Linked DNA regions of Rattus norvegicus: regions 2 and 3 are each linked to region 1. A link is a contact called in public Hi-C data. All regions are on one chromosome and are shown on one strand. Each heading gives the region's core, a stretch centred on a gene start, on an enhancer-like site or on the middle of the called end of the contact. The rest is flanking DNA. Distances are from core to core; before and after follow the strand shown.

What was found. A called contact is a pair of places that touch in the nucleus more often than the background predicts.
Region 2: a Hi-C map of the A7r5 cell line shows a contact between it and region 1, with 4 times the contacts expected there. The contact joins two enhancer-like sites. A contact is called at or near these places in 10 of 12 Hi-C or Micro-C datasets (the A7r5 cell line, Schwann cells, frontal cortex and 5 more) and 1 of 1 datasets of contacts at active chromatin or transcription factors (oligodendrocytes).
Region 3: a contact with region 1 is called in a Hi-C map of the A7r5 cell line, with 2.2 times the contacts expected there. The contact joins the promoter of Deptor here to the enhancer-like site in region 1. A contact is called at or near these places in 5 of 12 Hi-C or Micro-C datasets (the A7r5 cell line, Schwann cells, frontal cortex and 2 more).

What each region holds. Positions count from the first base shown.
Region 1 is chr7:88,602,176-88,607,093 of GRCr8, forward strand. No RefSeq gene overlaps it. Among named protein-coding and RNA genes, the nearest start is that of Col14a1, 7.2 kb to the right of the region's middle. Within about 2 kb of position 1,981, at least 4 of the 93 cell types and tissues checked have an H3K27ac peak or open chromatin away from gene starts, as enhancers often do. A contact at or near this core is called in the A7r5 cell line, where this site is marked.
Region 2 is chr7:88,853,838-88,858,755 of GRCr8, forward strand. Mrpl13 (mitochondrial ribosomal protein L13) reads right to left here. Exons shown (of 7, transcript NM_001006985.1): 3 at 2,241-2,334. Among named protein-coding and RNA genes, the nearest start is that of Mrpl13, 6.5 kb to the right of the region's middle. Within about 2 kb of position 2,039, at least 8 of the 93 cell types and tissues checked have an H3K27ac peak or open chromatin away from gene starts, as enhancers often do. A contact at or near this core is called in the A7r5 cell line, where this site is marked.
Region 3 is chr7:88,402,453-88,407,370 of GRCr8, forward strand. Deptor (DEP domain containing MTOR-interacting protein) reads left to right here and starts at 2,293. Exons shown (of 9, transcript NM_001427213.1): 1 at 2,293-2,449. The coding sequence starts at 2,328. It also overlaps the pseudogene LOC134479905.

The DNA.
Region 1 (4,918 bases), core at 731-3,230:
CAGTGTACTTAGATATAATAAATAAATAAATCTTTAGAAGAAATCCTTATTGTGTGCTCAGAGCAGCTTTATGCAGGCATTTTTTTGGTGGTGGAGTCTCTCAGTTCATCAGCTCTCAGTAAGGGTCTCCTAGAATTCTTTTGGCATGTGTGTGTGGGGGGGGAGTGGAGTGGGGGTGGTTCAATAGCCTTGAACTTGAAAGGCTGTCAAATAAAGGCCAATTTCCAGGGTATGTTGCAGTCTTTTATTTAAATCTATTTTTAGGTTTTTGGTGTTTTCAGTGGGAAAATGGTCATGCTATCCCATCTTGGTTACTCAAAGTCTAATACATTTTAAAGCTGTGCATGGTAGCACATGCCCTGGACAAGGAAGCTTAAAGATCAGGAGTCCAAAGCTAGCCTCAACAATGTAGTCAATTTAATGAGGCTAGCCTGGGATAAACAATACTCTTTCATTTCCTTCCTTCCTCCCTCCCTCCCTCCTTCCTTTCCTTCCTTCTTTCTCATTCTTTTTCTTTCAGTTTTTGGTATTAAATCCAGAACCCTGTGCATGCTAGGCAAGTATTCTGTCACCATATCCCCAGCCTCTGAGAACCTGTTTCAAAAAAATCAAAGAACAACAGCAAAATTAATTAATTATTAATTTATAATTAATTAATTATTAATTTAAAATATATTTTAAATTAGAAAAACTATACAAAGCATATTATATATTTGAAGATGTCCTAATGAAAGTCATAATTTTGTACAATTAACATATCCTTAATTTAAATTATGATATAGAATCCATTTATAAATAGGTAATAAATAGGTCACTGGTAATAAAGAGTCATAAAATTGCTGAAGTGTGAGCTCATCATTATAAAATATTTTGAGCTCCTTATATACAGAGGAAATAGCTTTATGTAAGACTTCTAGTGTTTGCTTAAGGCATTGAATTCTATGCGATCCTTTTCTTACTATTTTAAAATTTTCCATAATAAACATATATTATTGGCTAAAATATTAAATTTTATTGAAATGCATATTAGAAATGAAGAATTTTAATACTTCACAGAAATGGTAAGTCTCAACACATTTTTTTAAAAGATGTAATTTACCAGTGTTGACATAGAACCCACGTTTTGTGCATAGCTGCTTTCATGTTTGTTTTGGTCTTTGGGAAAAAATCATATGGGTATAGAGTTGGTGTTCTGTGGAGCTATTTGATTTCTGGAAGTGAAAAGCTATTTCCAGGAAAGAGGCTGTGAGTGTGAAGAAAGGGTACGGCTCTCCCGAATCCTTTCAGAAGCTTGGGGATAGTCAGAGGAGTTGGGATGGCTTAGATGATATCTTGCCTGGAGGCAGCCAATAGAGTTTATAATTTCCCCAATGCTTTGCAGAAGATGATCCTATTACTGTATGGGTGGGTCCCCTGGCTGAAACACCAGCCTCCCTACTCACTACTTCCTTATAAGATATTTAATTCTAGATGAAAAGTCATTTCACAGCTTGTTTTTTTTTTTTTTTTTAAATTGTCTTGCCAATGGGTTTTTCGAGAATCAATCAAGGAACTTAAATTTAGGGTTGAAATGCAGATTTAAGGATGTAACAGACCCTTTCCTGGGTGGATGTGGGGAACAGGGGTGGGGAACATTCTAGCCAGATTGACTGTGTGCATAGAAGCAGCTGCTGTTGGACAACGGAGTTTGGGAAAACAAAATATATCTGAGATTCCAGGGAAATTCCATTTGGATATATCACTAAATTAAATTTAAAAAATAATAAGGAAAGAATGTGTAAGGTCATCCAAGCCAATCAATTTTTTTTCAGATAGCCTACAGTAGTGATGGCTGGTAGCCATTTTAATTGTGTACTTTAATCACGTAAATATGTAAACCATTTTCCTTCAGACTTAGGCTTGGTAAAAGCCATGCCAATGGCAACAGAATTATTTACCTTTCTAAGATGTGGGTGGGGTTTGATACTGAATAAAATACTAGGAGTTCCTGTGGTGTTGCTAATGGTCCTTAGTTACACCCAGTAGCTAATGGCTCTGCTATGTGGTGTGCCCCTTTTGATCACTGATGTGAACTCTCTTGGTTAAAAATGCATTTTGACCTGTGTAGAAAGATTTTCCAATCTTGTTCAATTCCATCATCACAAGCTGTTATAAATTACTTCATTATCTCAAGTGCTGACGGATCAGACTTGGCTAAGTTACCTCCTAGATGGTTTCTAAGCATTTCTTCCTTAGTTTAGGGATGGGTCCCTGGACAAGATGCTTGTGGGCGAGGAATGTATCTACCTCTTTAAGGACCAGGGTCCTCCTCTAAGTTCTAAATGAAGTGTTTGTCTTCCTTGGGGAACCAATCGTATTACTGATCTTGAGAGATGTTCATATAATTGATGCAGTCTTACTTCCTGGGAATCTTCCACAGGGTCATGAAATACTAATTTTTTCCCTTTAAACTTATATTTAATTGTTGAGATGAGGTCTTACCGCATTCCTCAGGATGGTCTCAAACATGTGGTCCTCACCCCTGCCTCCCAAGTAACTGGGATTATAGGATTTTGTCACCATACCCAATTCATTTCTTTATGTTTCCATTTCCTCTCTCCCCTGGGCACTACACTGTGCTCTTCCTATAGGCACATGATTACTCCTGACAGCTTGTTTCCTGCAGCTTTGAAAGCAAAACAGCCATCTCATGGAAGTGGTCTCACTATTATTCTGACAACTGAAGTTTTCATAAGTGAGCACACAAGAAAATCTGATTTGCATGTTCGAGAGGGCATCCTGAGAGCGATGGCTGATCATGTCAGTGTTCTGCAGAGAGCGCACCTTCTTCCAGGACTACACCCGTTGATCCTGTTCACTTTTTTGATGAGTGGCAGCCCTTGACACTGTTCCATCATTTCAAAGATGTTTGCATTTGTGGTTCCTTTTGCTCTGCGAGGTTGCCCACTTCCTGCCATGGGCCTCCCCAGACTATCCGAGGCAGTGGCAGTTCACGTCTGTCTCTTATCCTTGGTCTTACATTTCTTTCCAGCTAAACACATGGCAGATCCCTGATACCTGATGACAACCACATGGGACACAATTGACTAAGCTTGTTCAGATTAATGTGACAAACACTTCGTGAGGCTCCATGCCAGAGCTGATATTGCCACATCTGCTTCCTTGAAGAAGGCGTATAATGGATGGTTTATAGGAAATGACAAAGCACATTGACCTCCTCCCACAACAGGAGCTTCCATTGAAATAAACCGAAGTCGACAAGCCTTCGGTGAGGCTCCACTACGGGTAATGCACTGTGTCACCAATGATCTCTGCTGGCACACTTCATGACAGCATGTGTCTTCATCTTATAAAGAATGACAGATCCAATATTGGGGGTTGGGGAAGCAAACTTGGGGAGGAAAAAGTCTGCTTTGGCTTCTGTGTGCTGACCAATCAGTACTGAAGAGAATGCCTTTTATGCTTGCCCACAGGCCAATGTGGTGGGAACATTTTCTCATTTCCAGACGGTGGGAGTCATTTCATTGAGGTTCCCTATACTCTAGCTTATATAAAGTTGACAAAAGACTAGTCAGCATGTGTATGTTATCTAGAAATACAGAGATTCAAAACTGTCAGATGAGGTGGAGGAGTAAAAGATGCTATTTCGACAGAATGAGATAGCATTATTTACACTTTACATGTTTTCAGGATTACTGACTTCAAAAATTGAACAAACGAATTTTATTTGGAGACAAGGTCTCATGTAGCCCAGGCTGGCCTCCAACTTTCTGTGTAGCCAGAAACGGAGGCTGTCTTTTTTACTTTTTAAAAAAGATTTATTTATTTTATAAGTACACTGCTGCTGTCTTCAGACACACCAGAAAAGGGAACCGGATCCCATTACAGATGGCTGTGAGGCACCATGTGGTTGCTGGGAATTGAACTCAGGACCTCTGGAAGAGCAGTTAGTGCTCTTAACCACTGAGCCGTCTCTCCAGCCCGAGGCTCTTGTCTTTATCTCACAAGGCTAGGATTGCGAGCATGCGCCATCTTGCTCAAGTTGTTTGGTGCTAGGTCTTTGTGCTTTCTAGGGAAGCACGCTCCCAAGTGAGCAGCACCTCCAGCCCTGAATTATTTTAGTAAAATAATGATTAAACAAACAAAAATAAGCCAAATGAACTCTCACAGCATAGCGAACATTAAAGACTCTAAATGAGGGCTCTTCTTACGATGATGCTCTTATGATTGCCAAGTGCCTTGCCTTGTTATATGGCATTGATCTAGCAATATCTGCCACTGGCTCTTTTGTGGGGATTTGGATGGGGCAGCTAATTTACTGTAAAGTGAAGAGAGGTTGGTCCTTAGATAATTGCTGGCCCTCTCTAGCACAGTTGTGCTATGAATAGAACCTTTTATGTACCATGCATGCCCTGACAGCATGCTGTCATACACCAAAAGCTCGGCTGCTATTAACGTCATGACTTTGATCCGGGCCTCAGAGTTGAAAAGATGAGGAATGTCTAAATCACTTGCTCAGGAGTATGAATGGCAATTGTAAGGAGGGGACTGCAGTGCCCCAGGATGGCATGAGTCAGCATGGGTTGAACCTCTGGAGTGATTCAAATCTTGCAGAGTTACTGTATTAAAATAGGATAATAAACTCGAATGCATTCTGTAGCAAAACACCTGTAAAAGTATGGAAGGTATCATTTGTATTATTTGGAAGAGGTCATTCATATTACTATCACAATAATAAAAGCACAGACCCAGGGGGTAAAACAGTTAAAGTCTAGTCTTGAGGTTTTGTTGGCCGTGGGTAAACCTGGGCAAGCTTTCTTTTTTTTTTTTTTTTAAAGATTTATTTATTTATTTCATGTATATGAATACACTGTAGCTGTCTTCAGACACACCAGAGGGAGCATTGGGTCCCAATACA
Region 2 (4,918 bases), core at 789-3,288, 250 kb after region 1:
CTGTCTCAAAGAACCCCAAAGAAATAAATAATGTTCTTCCCCCCTTAAGAAAACAGGGGGTAACACAAATGGGCAGACACGTCACTATTAAGCAAATGAAAATAATTATATATTTATTTTATATTATATTTATTATAGTACATTATATTATATTCATTTATATTTATATTATATAATAATTATATATGTATATATGTATATGTATATATGTGTGTGTGTGTGTGTGTGTTTCTAGAGTAATAGAATGCCTCTGGAAATGCCCGTCAAAAGACCTATTTATTCCTTTCATCTTGAAATTCATTTCTTTTCCAGAGGATTTTTTTTTTTTTTCAGAGCTGGGAACGGTATCCAGGGCCTTGCGCTTGCTAGGCAAGCGCTCTACCACTGAGCTAAATCCCCAACCCCTCCAGAGGATTATTTTAAATGAACTTACACATTTTATAAAGTATTATCCAACTCTATAAATATTTAAATTTTGTTTCATTTTAAGTACAGAAGAAGAATTAAGCATGGTAAAACATACAGTATATTGCTATATAATGACTAAAATAATTTTTATGAAACTGAAAAAATCATAAACATACATATATTTCCTAAACTGTCAGGTCATGGGTAAGACTTGAGTTTCATTCCTTTTAGAAGACTCTAAAATCGCATGTATAAAGAGTGTTTGACTGGAAAGTCATTCCATAGGAACGTGTAAGCACTGCACACAAGGTGTGGGGACAGCACAGAAACAAGATCATCTCCTGGTCAGCAGGACATAGGGAAGGCATTCAGAAGTTGACAAGAGGCGAGGGTTAATGGATGAACTGGAGTCCTTGAGAAAGAGGGTGAATGACTGTCAGAGGAACAACCCATGCAGAGGCATCAAGGTGAGCAGTCAGTGTGGACACTGAAAACCATCACGACAAGCTGCAGCCACCGCTGTGCTGACAGCACACAAAGCACTGTGACTTTCCACCTGCCAGCGAGGAGGTGGTGCCCCCTGACCTCCTCACCACCCAGGCTGCCCATAGTGCACTGCGCTCCCTGCTGTCTTGCTTCTGCCCTGCATCTGCACAAGACACAGGCAATGCTGCAGGGACTGACACGGGTCTCTGTTAAATGCAACATACGTTCTCAGGACTTTTCACATTTCTTTCCCAGTTACTTCTGTTTTATAGACCTCAGCTTATAGAGATTTGCCAGAAGCAGAAGTTACTAGAGATGCATGTGAGTTTATTTTTGTGAAACTGTATCAAACTTTCCAGAATGTATTTTAAGGGGGCAAATGGACAAATTCTGGCTTTAAAAATTAAAGGTATCTGAAGAATGATCTCAATCAGGAGTGGACGATCAGGGCTGGAGACATGGTTCACTGGTTAAGAGTCCATGAGCCCTCTTACAGGGGACCCAGTTTGGCTCGCTCACCCACATGGCAGCTCATGACTGTGTGTGACTGCAGTTTCAGAGATTCCGATGCCCACTTCTGGCCTACTCAAGTGGGCCACATAGATACATGGATGCAAGATACTTACACACATACAAATTTTTTAAAATATGAGTGGAAGGTCAACATTTATAATCATAACTTGGATGACAGCACAGAGGTAGGTCTAAGTAAATCCTGCCCTTCACCTGAAATTATGGGTTAAGTGGACACGGACGGCAAAGCCTCACCTCAAAATCAAATGATGGAGATAAAATCTGAAATGAAGCAGTTAATCTCTTGCCACTGAACTAACACAATTAAAACACATAAAAAGGAAGAGTCTTAGTTTAACAGGAACATGTGTGGAAAAACCTAAGGAGGTCTGGCTAACAGTAAACAATATCAACCATAATTGACATGGCAAAATCTATTTTACAATAAAACAGTCTAACTGGAACGATGGAGGAGAGAGTCTCACTGTTCCTGGGAACTCTCAGAACACCCGAGTATGTGCATTTACTGAGGAGAGACGGGGACAGACAACGCGGGAGCTAGAGAAGAGCAATGGTTCTCTAGCCCTCATGTGAGACTTCAGCGTTCGGCAGCACTGCAGGCAGTAAGATGAATCACAGCAGGAGAAAGACTGACTCACTGTACTGACGGGTGTGGTCTGGTTTTGTTCACTAAGCTATACACACAACATCAGTAAATCAGTATTTCCTTAGATGCCATTTTTAAAAACTCTCCTTTTCCTTTAAACCAAGGGCAGCGGTATCATTAAAGCCACACATCTTAACTATATTCCTTAGCAATGATGCTTTCTTACCCAGTATGTGAGGAGTACACTTTTTGTTCCCATTTGTTTCCAGAAAATGCAATATGTCTTGTGTTTATTATGACAACATGGTCTCCACAATCACCTAGGTTTAAAAAGAAACAAGGCAGAGACTGTATATGAAAACATCAAAGCCTTAAGGAAAAAAAATGGCTTGATTATTTAATTACTAAAGTGCTAACAACACATTCAAAAATGAAAATCCCAGCACAACAGGCTTGAACACATTTGTCTCATTTGATGCAAGCACAGACAGAGCTGGCTGGCTGGCTGTAAAATCTCAACACTGGAAAAATAGTAGATGACAAATGTAAAAGATAACAACACATTCTTTAGGTCACCCCACAGTTATTCCCTTTATTCCTCTCATTGACAATTAAACCTCTGTGCTAAAATGTTTACATTTCAACATTTCTATTACATTTACCTTTTAGTGGATGATACAAGTTTCCCTTTACAAATAGCAAAGAATATGAGAACAATCTGTACATAAAAGCACCAAGTATGTTTTGCCAATAGGCGAATTAGAAACAAATGTGAGACATTACAATCGATTATTATTCTTTTCAATTTTAGAGAACAATGGAACGCTATGGCTTTATGCTTAACTATGGCCATGAGGCATTTTCCAACCACGTTTAACTAATTAAATCTAAAATGGCACTCTCAGCAAGGACTGTAAACATACTTGACAGGACAGATGACCTGAAAACCAAAATACATGGACTGTAACTGTTTCCTCTTGAAAAACACCTTCTTGTGTCCAACTAAAAACAAACTGAATTGTCAACACGCAAGTTTCAACATGAACCACTGTGTATGATATCATTGGCAAATCTGAAACATTAAACCACTATTCTACTAGGGAAAAGACTTCAACAAAAGATTCTAGAACTATACTTTAAAATGTCACTAAAAATAGAAAGTATAAATTAGTATACTACTATAATCTCCAAATTGCAAGAAAAGATTCCATGCAAAGAATAAATCTAAACACAACATTTTCAGGCAGGTTCATAGTTTAGATCAAGGGTGAAGGAACAGTGTAGGAAGGGTGAGTCAGTTTTCATTACCAGTGTGAAAGGAGTCAGAGAAGGAACTGGAAAGCCTGCTGCTGCTGACCTGAAAGGTTAAGTCTGAGAGCCCCCAAAAGTGACACATGGTAGCCAGTAAAGCAGTTGGATAGAGAACCAGGTAGGAGCCCAAGAATGGCTCTGCATGCTGAGATGATGACCCCAGCTTCAGACAGTTCACAGCTGGGCCGCTGAGGCCTTCAAGGGTAGGCAATTTGCCTGCGCTCAAACAAAACTACTGAGTCCAGCTCTGCTGTGATGCCTACCTAAAGAATAAATTCAATCTTTTAACTTTTCACTAAAATGGAATTTCTAAAAAGGCTGTAAATATGTAGAAAACATCTAGAGTGACTTAAAAAATTTACAGAAGTCAAAGGCTCTTCGGACAGGCAGCAGTTAAAACACCGTAATTAACATGAAAGCAAGTTCTTTTATATGTAAGATGTAGATTTCTTTTTTAGTAAGTTATGTCAAAATTCTTTATCGTCAAAGCTCTTTCCTACTACTTCAAAACAAAATGGATCTGGAGCTAAATATGTGTGTCTAAGTGAACTACGGACTAACACAAAAGTAACTATGGTACAGGAGGCTAGAGACCTGACCAGCATGGTCGCTTTTGTCTAATTTCTGTTAATGAAAAAGATATAATCTTCGGTTAAAATTCTTTTAAAGGTTGCTACTTTGTGAATGTGAATGCAGGAACACGTGCCATGAAGCCCACACAGAGGTCCGAGGCCAACCCTCTTGATGTGATCCTCTCCTTTCGCCTTTCTCAGCCTCCCAGGGATTGAACTGAGGTCGGCAGACACACAGCAAGCTTTGTCACTCACTGAGCTTTCACTGTCAAGTTTAAACATTTGAATAAAATTGTATAGTTTCTGTCCACGTACAGAATGTAAATAAATCAGAATTCCTACATCTTTTTTTTTAGATTGTATCATTTTGTTTCCACCAATATGAGACAAATAATAGTTTCTCCATTCTTTACTCATTACCACTACTTTATGATCATATTGGGGTTTTAACTTGCATTTCCCCTAATGGCTTGTATTAGACTTTTGTGTACCTGCCACCTGGTCATGTACCTGTTCACTTTCTAATTAATTAGGCAGTGGCTTTTTAGTGTTGTTTGAGACGTTCTTTATATAGTCTAGGTCCAAGTCCTTTGTTAACTGCAAAAATTTCCTTCTAGTCTGTAGCTTTTTTACCCCTCTCCTCTCAAGCCCTACTTCAAGATACTGTTTTTGTAAGTAAAACCTTAGGATCCTTCTCGGGTGACTTATGGCCAAGAGGCCAAGGTCTGACTCTCTGTGTAGCACCGCTTTTACAGATTTTAAAGATTTTGTATGAGAAATATTTTAAGATTGCTATTCAAAAGCAGTAAAACAATAACAATTGGTACTGGCCTTTATGTTTACTTTCAATTTTGTGAAGTCAAATATAAAAGGCCTCATGCGAGCATGACTTCTGGCATCTGAGCCTGTGTATAGCCATAGGTCACTGTGTTACCATAAACCCTAACTGTGAGGACTGTGATATATGCTGATGAGTCCCTGTCATCTCCTCCTTGACCTAAATTGCCCACAAACGTCAAAT
Region 3 (4,918 bases), core at 1,043-3,542, 200 kb before region 1:
CCCTAGAAAGTAAAAAAAAAAAAAAAATCCCTTTTCATTTTATCAATAGAAAATTGAAATCCAAAGAGCTTTAGTGACTGACATAAAATTATGAATTTAGCCAATGGTAGCCGAGGACCAAGGTTGCATGGTTGAATGACGTACCGATGCCCCGCCTCACATCTCAATAATCTGTTGAATAAGTGTATGATTTAAAGCCTGAGAACCAACGGCTAGGTGTGGTAGTGCATACCTATAATCCCAGCACTCTGCGGGCAGAGACAGGCAGAGCTCTGAGTTTGATGTCAGCCTGGTCTCCAGAGTGAGTTCCAGAATGGCCAGGCTGCACAAAGAAACCTTACCTCGACAAACCAAACAAAAACCAGAACCCAGACAGCTGTTAGTCTCATCTCCCTGTCACTTGATGTTTTTATATCAGAATGGGGCTCTTAGATCATACTGACCTAAAACCTTTCTCTCTCTCAGTGCACCTTTTAAAATATTGTCTGCTTATTGAAGTTACTAAGCTTAAATAATTTCTACTGGCAAAGGAATTGCCTAAGATATCCTGTTAGAGGAAGTTATTTCCTTTCTGGAATGTGGCTGAGCATATCTTGAAAATCTATACCAATAAGCACTGAAGAGCTGCTTAACTGTCTAGTTATGAAACTTAGGCAAACTATTTCACTTTTCAGATTTGTATTTGAAAACACTGATACCTAAGAGGGTTCTGTGCGGATCAATTAACCGATATTAAAAAAGGTTCACGGTGTCACGTAAAGCACAAACAAAATAACTTCAACCAATTTTCATAACGCTCCAGTGAGCCTTAGAAGTGGCTTCCTCGATTGTAAGACAAACGAACAGTGTGAGTTTACCTTGGGGGAAAAAAATAGTACAGAGCATGGTGTTCAGAGATTATAATCCCAGCACTTGGGAGACTGACTGAGGCAGGGGGATCTTGAGTTTGTGCCAGCCTGGGCAACACAGTAAGATTCTATCCCAAACAATAGTTTGGATTACCATGGAGTGAGCCTTTGCAAAGTGCTAAATGTTCTACTTTTGTGACCAAAGCAGGGTTAGACCCCAGTCTTCAGGAACACTGAGTAACATTCGCAGCAGCATATGTCTTACTATATAGACAACTTTCTGAGGACTGTGACAGTTATCACAGACACAAGTCTCCGTATCTTCCAATAGGGAAACTCAAACATACTTCCACCAACTCATACGACTGTGGAAGACATAACCTCTCAACTAAGCTATGTAGACGCTTACAAACTAAAAATGAAGAGAAATGGTGGTGACTTTTAATGAACGCTCGGGCTCTGCTATTCAAATGCGTTTAACCCGATCTTCTAAAGGCTTATTGTATTGCTCCCTTTAGTCAGTTGAGCTGTTTTTGGTTTTAGTTTGTTTTGTGAGACATGGTATCTTTTTATCCCCATCTGGTTCGAACTCATGATCCTCCTGCTCCAACCACTGGAGTTCTGGGAACACAGGTATGTCACCATGCCTGGCAAGATACAGTTGTTTCAAAACACAACCTAAAGTTGAGAATAATCCTGCCTGCTTGCCTGAGAGAAGTTACCTCACTCGTGGAGGTCTCCTTCCCGATGTAAAAGGAAAGTAATACTCTGATTATGATATGGGAAAAATAAGAAGGTAACAATTTATCTAAAACATCTTTAATGCAGCAGGTGTGGGCAGGTGATAACTACAATTAGAGTAAAGAAGGGATTAAGAGTATATAGGTAGGAAATAAATAGTAGTAATGAAGCCATGTTCTTAGTCGTTAGGCACCCCAGGACAGTGCTTTACTGACTCCACCATAAGGTAGTAGTAGTAGGGGGTGGTCTATAGGGAAAGGGGTCAGGAAGCCTGAAATGTCCTTCAGCAAATATCCTCAATTGCTTAATTTTTTTCAGTAAACTGTTCTCATTTCTGTTCTCTACACCTCTGGTATGAAACTAGAGAAAAACTGTAAAATTCCACAGCATGAGTTTAGGGGTGAAAAGGGAAATATAAAAGAGGAAAGAAATGCTCAACCTCCTGCAAAAACACCGGGCTCAGCGCTCCGCCCCGATGTTTATATTTTGCTCCTTATCCCCGCCCCCGACCATGAGAGGGCCCAGGCCACGCCCCCACGCCAAAGTTCTAGGGCTGGACTCGCCGACCTCTTCAGCTTACCCGCAGGGATTCCCTCACCAGCCAATCGCGTCTGAGCCACGGGACCGCCCGGAACAAAGATGGCCGGAGCGGCCTCGGTGAGGGCACACTGATCCAAACGCCAGGCGCACCCGCCTCCAGGACAGCAAAGGCAGAGTGGCAACCGCGCGGTCAGGAGCATGGAGGAGGGCAGCAGCGGCGGCAGTGGTGGCAGCGACAGTAACGCCGGCGGGAGTGGCGGGGCACAGCAGAGAGAGCTGGAACGCATGGCTGAAGTCCTAGTTACGGGAGAGCAGCTCCGGTAAGGAAAGGCACTCAGTTGGTGGGCTATCGATTGCACTATGCCCCGCGGACCGGAGCGCACACGCGATCTGGTTCGTGGCAGGCGTGTCGCGCGGGACACAGGGACAGTTGCGGGCGCGTGGGATGGTTGGTTAGCGCCGCGCGTGTGCCTGGCTACTGCAGCCGGGAGGCTAACAGCTTCAGCAAGGCTGCGGGGAACGGTTTCGGGAACGCGCGGTGCAGGCTGCGCCCTAGCTGGACTGCTGCAGCCACGCGTCCCGCCGACTTGCCACCACTCAGTACGCGCAATCCCCTTGTCAGGTGTCCTTGCTCACTCCAAAAAGAAGAGATATCGGATGGAAACCCCCCCCCCCAGCCCCTGCACTTCCAGATAAAAGACGCCAGCTCCCCGTGGTTGCCTTCGGTTCGGCTTTCCTTTTTGTTAGCAAAGCATGCTTCCCTTCTTTGATCTTCAATTTACTTTTATGTAAAACCTGGCGGATTACTGCGAGTCCCTTGAAGGGTCGCTTCTCTTCGAGAACCTTTCCCAGCTCTTTACCTATCCCTTAATTGGCACACCGTCAGGTGTCACTTGGGTCCGCAAGGGGGCGTGAAAGTACCTTGTTCAGTACCCACGTTTGGGACCCCGGAGTTGGCCCATCGCAGCGCACTTACCTTAGAATTAAGCCCATTTTACAAATCCGGGAGCAAGTACTTACCCCTAAGGCTCCCATGATATTCCTATTGCTTCCTGTTCCCTTTTCTTGGGCATATGTCTAAGACTTGTGCTTCCGCAGCTGCCGATATTGGGGGTTGTAAATCAGATTGCCACTTAGGATGAATCCGGCTCTGCTAGAATTTGGATCACGAGCTGGAGCCCGGGTCCCACCTGAAAGAGGTGTGCTAGTTCCCTCTAGTTCTTGGCTTGATTTTTCCGGCTTATTTCGGTTTCTAGGTGGCTGTTTCAAGAAGACTTGAAGGAGATTGTTACAAAGGTTCCTGGAGGTCTGGTAAAGCACTGGGCTTTGCAAGGCTCGGTTTGAGGAAGTAGCTGTTTGACAGTCAGGACCTAGCTTCCAGTGTGACAGAAGGAAAAAATCATGCATTTCGGTTCCTCGTTGAATCTCAAGTTTGTGGCCAAAATTGAAGGGAATTAGAAACCTGTTTTCCTCCATCAAGAGTATTTTGTAATCAAGGTGACATAAGTTCTTCTGATTTAATCTGACCTTAATAGTTTAGTGCTTTGTTCTTCACTATATGAAAAGGCTTCGCTTGGGTGAGATTTCTTGCTTCTTATTTCTTTTACAAACTTCATTATGACCCCAAATCACTTTCTCCTTCAAGATACTGCCCCTGTAATGCACCTTCTCCAGCCTCCCCAAAGTGCTCCTACGCTTTCTCACCACAAATCTGCAGACCTGGGAGTTCGACCCAGGCTTGATTTTCTGTTCCTCCACCATGTAGCCAAGTGTTACCACGACTCTGTTTTGAAGAAGGCTTTGAGCCTGACAGAATCCCAGCCTTGCCCTTGACTTAGCTAGTGTAGAGCCTTGGACAAGGATGAGTAACAGTAAGTTTTACCCAGTAGGACTGTTATGAGGATTATGTGGAGTTAGTGCCTACACCAGTGAGTGTTGCTACACACCATATGATCTGTAGCCAGGATAGCAGTGTTTGAACAAATTAATTTACTTGTCTGAGCTGCTTCTTTCTCTGTGAAGTAGCCAGGAAGATAAGAGTATTTCATGGGGTGCTTCTGAGATGCTTCCTGTATTAGTTAGCAATCTGCAAGGGCTTGCTGGAATTCATGGGTATTCCTGGTCTCTCTGCACCACCACTTTTGACCTGCAGCCTGGTAAGATGTGACCAGAAGGGCTGTGTGTTGTGAAGGCTACAGGATGTAAGACAGGCTGCCCAGGTTTTTCTTCCTTCTGTCTCCGACACATGTTACTTCTGCAACGACTTAGGGACGATTGACTTACTCTTTTGCCTCAGTTCTTCCTTAGTAAAGGGAAATGTAAAAGACAATTCACTTTCCGTTTAGAGAAGGTTGAGATGTCACATCCAAGTTTGAGTATGATGGTATGCACCTGCAATCCCAGCATTTGGGAAGCAGGGACTAGAGAATTACAAGTTTGTGTTTAGCCTGGCCTGCATAGTAAGTACTAGGCTACCGAGGCCCTGTCTTTAAAAAAAAAAAAAAAAAAAAAAAAAGTCTGAGCAAATATTAACCATTTAAATTTGATTTGAATTTCACTTTTTGTTTCAATGATTTTAAAGCAAAATTTAAAATCCTATTGTATGCGGGGAAGGGCAGGGGTTATGTGTGCCGATGTAAAGGTCAAAGGACAAATGTCAGGAGCTGGTTCTCTCCTTCCGTGTTGACATAAGTTCCAAGCTCAAATTCAGGTTGCCAGGAGTTCACAACAAGCACTTATAACTACTGGGCCATCCCTCAGGTTCAGCATAGTGGCTTATGCCTATAATC